Linked DNA regions of Pan troglodytes: region 1 is linked to region 2. A link is a contact called in public HiChIP or PLAC-seq data. All regions are on one chromosome and are shown on one strand. The core of a region is the stretch at or near the end of the contact, and the rest is flanking DNA. Distances in the headings are between cores, read along the strand shown. Region 1 holds the start of HORMAD2 (HORMA domain containing 2). Region 2 holds the start of AP1B1 (adaptor related protein complex 1 subunit beta 1).

Region 1 (5,248 bases), core at 2,188-4,687, 670 kb after region 2:
AACTTGATGAGCAGAGTTCCGATCATTTTAGGTAGGCAAAAGATAGCTCTGCTGGCCAGGCGCAGTGGCTCACGCCTGTAAACCCAGCACTTTGTGAGGCTGAGGTGGGCAGATCACTTGAGGTCAGGAGTTCAAGAGAAGCCTGGCCAACATGGTGAAACCCCATCTCTACTAAAAATACAAAAATTAGCTGGGTGTGGTGGCGCATGCCTGTAATCCCAGCTACTCAGAAGGCTAAGGCAGGAGAATAGCTTGAACCCGGGAGGCGGAGGGTTGCAGTGAGCCGGGATTGCACCACTGCACTCCAGCCTGGGCGAGAGAGTGAGACTCCATCTCAAAAAAAAAAAAGATAGCTCTGCTTCTGGTGACACAGTGCGCTGTCAGATGCCTCAGAATAAACTATAAAGGTCTAAAAACTGAAAGCATGATGCCAAGACTCCCCTAACCAGGTGCTGCCTATATGAAATGATCAAGAAGAACAAGAAAGAAACCCTGAATTCTTTTTAACTAACAAGGAAAAATGGTCCTTAGCCCTCAAAAAACAAAGCTCAAACTAGAGACTGATTGGTGACTGACAACTGTTTCAGGTACAGAGTCAGGTGATGTAAATGTGTCTAAAGAGAGAAAGGTCAAATTTAGCCAATGAAAGTCATCTCAAATAAGATTCCCTCCTCTATTTTCACCTGTGTCATGTGTTATTTTACTACTGGGGTTTGGCAAAACTTCAGCTGGAGACTTTTTACCTTTGTCAAAATTCTGGTTATTTGGAAATTTCTAAACTGATCAAGTTCTGCCACAATGCACATTTTCTACTTGCAAAACAAACAAAATGCTTTGACAGGGACAATTCCCAGTCTCTTATCACTGAAAGGTACAAAGGAAGCTGGGAAGTTGTTTGAATATCATATAGCACTTTTGAGTTCATTAGGCCATTATCCCCAGGGCTGTATTTAATCAAGATGAAAAAGCACAGGCTCAAAGCCTTTTTAGTTGACAAGAAGCGAGTATTTGGCTTGGGACTTCTGTGTCTGAGTTGTAAGTCAGGTTCACAGAAAAGTAATCAGAAACTAGCCTGACTGGAGACAAGAAAGAGTCTCAAAATAAGAGGTATGAGACCATGGGTTGTACATGTGACCCGGCCTCTTAAGAAGCTTAGGGACCTTGAGCAAATTACTTATATTCTCATCTGTAAAGTAAAGGACTAGACTTGGAGTATTTCTAAAGCCCCCTGTAACACTGTCAATGTTTAATTATCTAATGTTGTTCCTTAAGTAACCGATTCATTCATTCAACTATTTGAATACCTTCAATGTTCACTGAGGAACAGTTAATTCAGGTATCTATTTGAATACCTCCAATGAACATAATAAAAGAAGTAAAAATAACAGCTCTTGACCTCAAGGAGTTAAGCCAGCGGTAAAGATAAAGGCTTTACCCAACAGCTCCTAGCACAGGGGCCAGGCACAGGGGCTTATTAATCCATTCCTTTGGTCACAAGGAGCCTGCCAAATGGTGAGGAAGGAAAGGAGTAAGAGAAACTCCACAGAAGCTCTTCGGAGGAAAACAGGGTAATTTATAATTTCAGTCCACCAATGTCTATTGAGTGCCTACTGTGTGTGCCAGCACTGGGCATCCTGGGGCGACTCCGCCAGATCAGGCCTCTGATGACACTTACTTACTTATTCCAGGTGGTAGAGAGAAAAAAACAAAACAGGTTATCAAAGAAATGAAGTCCAGGGCTGGGCTTGGGGGCTCAAGCCCGTAATCCTAGCACTTTGGGAGGCTGAGGTGGGTGGATTGCTTGAGGTCAGGAGTTCAAGACCAGCCTGGCCAACATGGTGAAACCCCATCTCTACTAAAAATACAAAAATCAGCCGGGCATGGTGATGCATGCCTGTAACCCCAGCTACTTAGGTGGCTGAGGCAGGAGAATCACTTGAGCCTGGGAGGTGGAGGTGGCAGCGAGCCAATATCACGCCACTGCACTCCAGCCTGGGTGACAGAGCAAGACTCTGTCTCACAAAAAAAAAAAAAAAAAAAATTAGATTGAGAGAAATTCTATGAAAGAAACAGAATAACGAATAACTGTGTTTGCTGGTGGGGTAGACTGCCAATAGTATAGGGCAGAGAGGGGTAAGTCTTTGGATATGGTAGCAGTTGACTGAGCTCAGATCTGAAGGCAGAAGAAAATTAGAACAGCCAGCACAGAGGGCCTAGTGATCCAGCCAGAGAGGCTGGTAAATGCGGAGGCTGAGAAGGGCTGGTGCAGACAAACCATCTGTGTGGTTGGAGCTTAAAAAGCAGTTACTTCCGGAAAGTATAGGGTGAACGCAGTAGTTCTCAACAGAGGGCAATTTTGCACACCCCATGGGACATTTGGCAAAGTCTAGAGAAATTTTTGGTTGTTATGATGGTGGGGGTGGGGAGAAGGTTGAGAAAACTTGCACTAAAAGAATATTTCAGCCCAAATTTCAGTTTTAGTCATTATGTTCTAAACTCATGTTCTCGCCAACTTGAATAGTTTTTTTTTTTCTTTCCTGCAGAAACAAAATAAGAACAGGTTTCAACTGGCTCACTCTTTCATCTACTCTCTTGGGAAATCCCCTTGGGGAGGTTCATGGGACTCCAGGAGCCTTTGGAAAGCACCACAGGATACGAAATATCTACCTAAACAGGTGAGAAACGATCCAAGGAGCCACACCCCCAACTGCTCCCACAGTTACCAGGGCAGAAAAAACTGAGATTAGGGGTAGGGCACAAAGGAGAATATATTTATGTTTTATTTGCATAATTACAAATTAATGTTAAAAAGAATGCAGTCAGGTCCAGGGTAGGGATGAAGAGGTTGCAGATGCCCTCAAGTATTGGAAAGCTCTGGCCTTATGTCTTTTTTCTTTCTTTTCTTTTTTTTTATTTTTGAGACAGGGTCTCCCTCTGTTGCCCAGACTGGAGTGCAATGGTACGATCTTGGCTCACTGCAACCTCAAACTCCCCGGCTCAAGCGATCCTCCTACCTCAGCCTCCCGAGCAGCTGGGACTACAGGCGCACGTCAGGTGGCCCAGCTAATTTTTGTACTTTTTAAAATTTTTTTGAGACGGAGTCTCGCTCTGTCGCCCAGGCTGGAGTGCAATGGCGGAATCTCGGCTCACTGCAACCTCAGCCTCCTGGGCTCAAGCGATTCTCGTGCCTCAGCTTCCCAAGTAGCTGGGACTACAGGCGCGCGCCACCTCGCCCAGCTAATTTTTGTATTTTTTGTAGAGACGGGTTTTCAACATGTTGGCCAGGCTGGTCTCGAATTCCTGACCTCAAGTGACGCGCCCGCCTCAGCCTCCCAGAGTGCTGGGATCCCAAGTGGAGCCACCGCGCCGCACTTCTCGGGCCTTCTTCTAACTCGGGTCCCTGGGCCCCCCAGGCTCTCGCTTCCCTCCCCTACGCCGCCCCGCGCCCGCCTCAGACCTCTCTGGGACCCGCCGGCCTGGCGTCCTGGCCCGCCCGAGCCCCACGGTCCCTCGGGTCCTAACCTCGGCGGGGCAGGCACCTCCTCAGGAAGCCCCAGAGCAGGCTGTCGTTGTATAGGTGGCCCAGGCTGGCGGCCCCTGACCGAAGGTCGCGTCGGGTCAGTGTGCAGCCCGTGGCTGAGAGGCGGCTGCTGAGGGGCCGGGCGGGCTAGGGGCCGGCTAGCCGCCGTTCGCCCCTGCTTTGCATATTCATGAAGTCTAGCGAGGCCGGTCGCCCCGGCTAGCCGTGGACGGGTCATGAATTATTCATGAGGAAGCCTCTGGTCCCGCCCAGAAAGGCCTCGTTGACTATTCATGAGCCGAGGAGCCGGTTTGGGCCGGAAAAGGCCGTTGACCCCCGGTGGGAGGGAAGCGTCGACGAGCTGAGGTGAGGGCTGTTGAGACGCGAGGTCTCGGCCCAGAGAGGGCACTCGGGCGTTGTTAGTTCTGTCTTTATGTCAAAAAACAATTTTTTTTCTTTCCTTATTACTTAAGGCTTTAAGTTGGATTTGAAAGTATCATATTTCGTGAGGGCCTAAAGTACTGTGAAGAGAATCGGGAGGGCAGGGGGCTGAGGAGGAAGGCAAAAGGGAGGCGATTTCCCCCAGAACTGGACAGAGAGCACCCAGGTAGTTTTGAAATTCAGATTTTTCTGGACATGAAATCAAACTTGCTGAGCAAGCAGCAGCCATAATGAGCCATGATGAGGCTGGCAGGGCAGACGATGTCTGTGCCCGACATTGGAGGGGGCCGTGTGTGGTGGAGCTTTGGGGAAGTTTATCTTACCTGGGTCAGATTCTCCCCAGCCATTGAGGTTTTCTGCCAGGATCGATGCCTGGTACAGGCCAAGAGGTGAGAGAGGTGGGGACAAGACACCCTGCCCCCCTTGACGTCAGCTCCCCTTTCACTTTAGTGAGGATTTGCCAATTAATCCCTATGGACTTTAGTTCCCTAAACAGAGGGAGAGAGTCTTGAACCTCAGGATTAGCCAGTCGCCAAAATGTGTCCGAGTACGCAGGGCACTGGACAGGCTGTGCAGTACATCGTGTACTCAGCTGGTAGAAATGAGGGGTGGTTCTGGCCCCTAAAGGGGTTTTTAATCTCAGCAGGATCATAATCTAATTTCTCCTCCATTGGACCATCAATCTGTTGAGGTAGGAACAGTATTTTACATCTCGTAATCCTGCATGTTGTTGCCTGGCACATTGTAGTTGCCTCGTAGATGTTGAATGAATGAATAATTGAAATAGCATGAAAAAGATATTAAAAAGTCAAAAGAGCATGAACAAATACTCAATTAATATAGTGGAAGCCTTTTTCTCTGAATGAGCACAGGTAGGGGAATTACCAGGGCCAAATGGAATTTGTTAAAATGGTGAATAATTTATTGAAGCAAGCTCTGTTGGAAGGTCTAAGTAATTGGGCGAACTTTGGCAAACCAAGTTCCCTTGCTTAGCCTCACTTTTCTTTTTTCTTTTTTTTTTTGTGAGACGGAGTCGAGCTCTGTGCCAGGCTGGAGTGCAGTGATGCAATCTCAGCTCACTGCAACCTCCACCTCTCGGGTTCAAGCGATTCCCCTGCCTCAGCCTCCCATGTAGCTGGGACTACAGGTGTGCACCACCACGCCCAGCTAATTTTTTTTATTTTTTTTATTTTTAGTAGAGACAGGGTTTCACCATGTTGGCCAGGATAGTCTCGATCTCTTGACCTCGTGATCCTCCCACCTCGGCCTCCCAAAGTGCTGGGATTA
Region 2 (5,345 bases), core at 1,810-4,309:
GGCAAAAAGACCTGCTGAGAAAAAGAAATGTCTGCAAGGCACAGATGTCACCTCAACCTTCAGAAACACAGTGAAGTGCAAAACCCAAGCCATGTTTGCTTACTGTCAGCATGTCAGGCTTTGGTGCCAGACACGGGAAGTTCCTGGGAAGTAGTTAAGACATGCAAGAGTTTCAGAGGATGACTAGAAAAAGATGCAAGCCCAAGCTCAAAGCCAGAAGGACCAACAAATTGAACTTGTTCTGAACTACTTTTAGGAAGTGAAACAAGAAGGGTGGAAAAAGTCCTGTGTACATTAAGGTCTCTGTTTGCAGAAGGAAGTAACGCTCCAGAAGCCAAGGTTGGCAGCCTTCCTCAGACACAGGCCCCCAGCAGGCATCAGTCTGCCTAGAGTCAAAGCACCCAAAAATCACAGGCCCTGCACAAATTTTCCCATCTAACCCTCACACAAACCAGGGGTAGAGGAGTCAGAAAGGGTGGCCAGTATTATTTTAGAACTGAGGTAAAGGAGGGCCAGCCTATGTCAACGGTCCAGGTCAGGTCACACTGCCAGGAAGCTGCTGAGCTGGGGTTGAACCCAGGGCTTACTGACTGGGAGTCGGGTGATCTTTCCATCATACCTCTGGGCTCTTGAAGCAGCTCAGGGTGAAGCCTCCACTGACCTACACTCAACAGATGATCTCCACACAATCTCTGAGGGATCTGACTCTTTGAGACCTACTCAAGCTGCTCCTCATGACAGTTTCTAAGAGGTCAGAGGAGACTGGTGGGCTCAACTCAGGACAGAAAACCAGAAGCTCTGAGCTCTGCTCATGTTCCTACCCTCTGTGACAAGTTGCTTCATCTCAAATCCTCCCTTGGAAGGATGGGAATATAAGGTGACAATATTCAGTTTCTGTGAATTCAATGGAACTAGGAGAATAGATCACATAGCTTAAAAAAAAAAAAAAAAGGTATTACAGTAATATTTATATACAGCTTTCTTCAGAAGCCATGTGGAAGCCTTCACGGGTTCATTCACAGGTTCATACCCCTAGGAGCAGACAGGAAGGCGGCAGGTCTTTCTCATGTTGATGTCAGGGAAACTGAGGCAGAATTGAAGCAAGTGAATATCCGCAATGGAATGAGGCTTAGATTCATACAGCCTAGTCCTCCAGCCACCAAACCGTCTCACCACCTCCCAAGTAAGACGTGCTCTGCTCTGGCAAGAAGCCATGGGGCCTGCATATTTCTCAGAAAGGCAAAGATTCTTCCTCTGGGTACCTTCTTCCAGAACCTAGGACCAAAAGATCCCCTAGAGGTCATGTGGTTCCTCTCTTTTTAGACCAAAACGAATGCAGCTCAACCACTCTGAAGAGAAGTTCTCGATAATCTTCAAATAGTTTTCACAGATAGCCTGTTTTGTGTCTCACTGTTCCCTAAAGTCAGGAAAATCTTAGACTCTTGCCCTGAAAGGTATCACTAATAGCAACAGCCTGTAGGATTGTTTTATCCTAAAGAAAGTAAATCGAATGCCCCTTATGAAGATCAGACAAAAAGCAATAAGGCTACATCGTGACATAAATCCAAATAAATACAACGGCAGCTAAAAATCTTTTTTTTTTTTTTTTTTTTTTTTTGAGACGGAGTCTCACTCCGTGGCCCAGGCTGGAGTGCGGTCGCACAATCTCGGCTCACTGCAACCTCCGCCTCCTGGGTTCAAGCGATTCTCCTGCCTCAGCCTCCCAAGTAGCTGGGATTACAGGCATACGCCACCACGTCTAATTTTTGTATTTTTATTGGAGACAGGGTTTCACCATGTTGGTCAGGCTGGTCTTGAACTCCTGACCTCACGATCCACCCGCCTCAGCTTCCCAAAGTGCTGGGATTACAGGCGTGAGCCACCATGTCTGGCTAAAAGTCTTAAATATCCCCTACACCCCAACCTTACTCCAGTCTTTCCTTTGTCTCTGTACTTTGCAGGTCTCTGACAGCCTGGCAGGAAACCTGGCCTTGCCTCTACTACCCGAATGACCTTACATGTGGGATTTAACCTCTCTGTGCCTCAGCGTCCTCATCGATAAAATAGGGATATTTAATCCCCACAAAGGTTGCTGTGAAGTTTAAATGTGTCATTGTAAGGAAAGTGCTTAGCACAGTGCCCGGTACACAGAAGGGACTCGATAGCCACTAGCAAGCATCTCCCTCGTTATTTTGCAGCATTATCACCGGTGTCTCCATTCAGTTAACTTGTCTTAGAGGCTCCAACAAACAAGACCAAGCCAGTGCCTAGCCGGAGGCGGGCGGCAAGGGACCGTTTTCTAGTTTTTTTTTCTTCTTTTTCAACCTTGGCAAAGAGATAACGCCCTGAACAACGAGGAGGCCTCAGGATGGCCATGGAGGTGAGTCCGAAAGAGGAAATCAGAGCCCGAAGAGTTTTCCCTCAGGCCAGTGGGGAATTCCTCGGGGCCTAAGTCCTGTCTCTCCGGGCGGAAGCCCCAGGAGGTGCTGCGGATAAGGGGCGGCCGAGGAACAGGCCGGCGGCCAAGTGGGCGCGAATGAATGAACGAACCCTCAGCCCTTCCTCCTCCTCTGGCTGGGGACGTCGCTCGCGCCCCTGCAGCGCCGCGTCCTCTTCATGACCTCTGACCCCGCAAACCCCTCACCTAGGACCCCTGACTCCTCGCCCCACTTCTTCTCCTGGCTCGCCCGGGTCCCCGCTTCCTCACCCGCAGGTCCCAATAGCTCCCGGCGCCCCGGCTCGGTTCGGCTTGGCACCAAAATGTCCGCGGCCTCCACCTCTCGCTCTCCCGGTGCGTCCCGGCTGCCGGCGGCTCGGAGCCCCGCGGCTGTCACCTGCCGGGCGGAAGTGAGCTGCCCGCGCGCGGGTACTTCCGGTGGACGCAAGGCCTGAAGGCGGGGTCAAGGGTACAACCCTGGCGGGGGTGGTGCCCGTGGGGCGGGGCAAGAAAAGGGGAAGAGCCCAACGGTATTAACCCCTCGGCAGCCGCGGCGCTGCTATGCTGCAGTCTCCCGCAGAGCCCTTGGGAAACCATCCCGCTAGCTAATTCAGCGTGAGGGGGCCGGGTAAGGTCGTAGGGACTTTGAAGTCCATCTTCTGTGTAAAGACGGCAAATCTGAGGTTCTAAGAGGGGCAGGGTTTTGCTCAAGGTCACTCATTTTTTGTTTGTTTGTTTGAAACGGGGTCTTGCTCTGTTGCTCAAGCTAGAGTGCAGTGGCTCGAAGATCTGGGCTCACTGCACCCTCCGCCTCCCAGGCTCGGGTGATCCTCTCACCTCAGCCTCCCAAGCAGCTGGGACCACAGGTGCGCAGCACTACGCCCGGCTAATTACTTATTATTTACTTATTTATTTTTTGTAGAGAGAGTCTCACTTTATTGCTCAGGCTGGTCTCGAAATCATGGACCCGAGAGATCCTCCCGCCTCGGCTTCCCAAAGTGCTGGGATTACAGAGGGGTCTCTCTCTGTCCAAACTAGGTTTACAGCTCTAGTTTGGACCCCTCCATTCTTAAGATGAGTGACCTTGAGCCAGACACAGTGGCTCATACCTGTAGTCCCAGCTACTCGGGAGCCTGAGGCAGGAGAATAGCTTGAGCCCAGGAGGTTGAGGTTACAGTGAGCTGTAATTGCAGCACTGCACTCCAGCCTGGGCGACAGATCCAGACCCTGTCTCAAAAAAAGAAAAAAAATGGCCGGGCATGGTGGCTCACACCTGTAATCCCAGCACTTTGGGAGGCCGAGGCGGGCGGATCACAAGGCCAGGAGATCGAGACCATCCTGGTTAACATGGTGAAACCCCGTCTCTACTAAAAACACAAAATACTAGCCGGGTGTGGTGGCAAGCGCCTGTAGTCCCAGCTACTCAGGAGGCTGAGGCAGGAGAATGGCGTGAACCCGGGAGGCAGAGCTTGCAGTGAGCCGACATCACACCACTGCACTCCCGCCTGGGTGACAGAGCAAGACTCCGTCTCAAAAAAAAAAAAAGAAAAAAAAGAAAAAAACCATCTGCAATCCCACTGACCTAAGACAATCACTTTTAATATTTTGGTGAATATTCTTCCAGACTTGATAGATCATTTGTTTTTTTTGTTTGTTTGTTTTGAGACAGGGTCTCGCTCTGTTGCCCGGACTGGAGTGCAGTGTCGTGATTTTGGCTCACTGCAACCTCTGCCTCCCAGGTTCAAGCGATTCTCCTGCCTGGGCCTCCCAAGTAGTTGGGATTACAAGCATGCACCACCGTGCCCAGCTAATTTTTGTATTTTTAGTAGAGGCGGGGGTTTCACCATGTTGACCAGGCTGGTCTTGAACTCCTGACCTCAAGTGATCTGCCCACCTCAGCTTCCCAAAGTGATGGGATTATAGGCATGAGCCACTGTTGGTATTTTTTAACTCACCAAAATATTGGTAAAAGTTTCCCAAAATAGTAAATACATTTCTACTTGGCACTTTCCAGTATCTGCATAGTATTCCATTAAGTGGATGGTACGGCTAATCTCAAAAACAATCCCCTGAGGTTGTTATCCATCTTTTTTAATATTATCAAAAAGTTGTTAATAAATAAGCTTGCACTTACTGCTAAGTGCACTTATTGCTAAGTCTCTACGTCCTATCTAATATAGATATTACTGGTTTTTATATTTAATATAATTTTATGTTTAATCAGCCTCAAAGCCTTTAAAAGTTATTTTTAAATAATTATAGACTTACAGGAAATTGCAAAATTAGTACCAAAATTGAGTCCCATATACCCTTCACCCAGCTTCCCACAATGGTGACATTTTATATATCTGTAGTATAATAGCAAAACCAGGAAATTGGTGGTGTTGGTAAAATACCGTTATCTAAATTACAAACCTTATTCCATTTTTATTTATTTATTTATTTATTTATTTTAGACGGAGCCTCGCTCCATCGCCCAGGCTGGAGTTCAGTGGCTCGATCTCGGCTCACTGCAAGCTCCGCCTCCCGGGTTCACGTCATTCTCCTGCCTCAGCTTCCCGAGTAGCTGGGACTACAGGCGCCCGCCACCACGCCCGGCTAAATTTTTTTGTATTTTTAGTAGAGACGGGGTTTCACCGTTGTTAGCCAGGATGGTCTGGATCTCCTGACCTTGTGATCTGCCCGCCTCAGCCTCCCAAAGTGCTGGGATTACAGGTGTGAGCCACCGTGCCCGGCCACCTTATTCCATTTTTAAACCTTTTTAAAAGTAGTCAGGGAGGCCATCCTGGCTAACACAGTGAAACCCCGTCTCTACTAAAAAATACAAAAAATTAGCCGGACATGGTGGTGGGTGCCTGTAGTCCCAGCTACTCAGGAGGCTGAGGCAGAAGAATGGCGTGAACCCGGG

The links. HiChIP or PLAC-seq counts read pairs in DNA pulled down with a chosen protein or histone mark.
Region 1: an H3K4me3 HiChIP or PLAC-seq map of stem cell-derived excitatory neurons shows a contact between it and region 2, with 11 times the contacts expected there. The contact joins the promoter of HORMAD2 here to the promoter of AP1B1 in region 2. A contact is called at or near these places in 1 of 7 Hi-C or Micro-C datasets (stem cell-derived neural progenitor cells) and 1 of 1 datasets of contacts at active chromatin or transcription factors (stem cell-derived excitatory neurons).

What each region holds. Positions count from the first base shown.
Region 1 is chr23:32,206,432-32,211,679 of NHGRI_mPanTro3-v2.0_pri, forward strand. It overlaps HORMAD2 (HORMA domain containing 2), which reads left to right and starts at 3,438. Exons shown (of 12, transcript XM_063808134.1): 1 at 3,438-3,886. LOC134809720 (a long non-coding RNA gene) reads right to left here and starts at 3,659. Exons shown (of 5, transcript XR_010156102.1): 1 at 3,523-3,659.
Region 2 is chr23:31,533,260-31,538,604 of NHGRI_mPanTro3-v2.0_pri, forward strand. It overlaps AP1B1 (adaptor related protein complex 1 subunit beta 1), which reads right to left and starts at 3,060. Exons shown (of 21, transcript XM_016938918.3): 1 at 2,708-3,060. It overlaps LOC112206734 (a long non-coding RNA gene), which reads left to right and starts at 2,879. Exons shown (of 7, transcript XR_002941202.3): 1 at 2,879-3,065.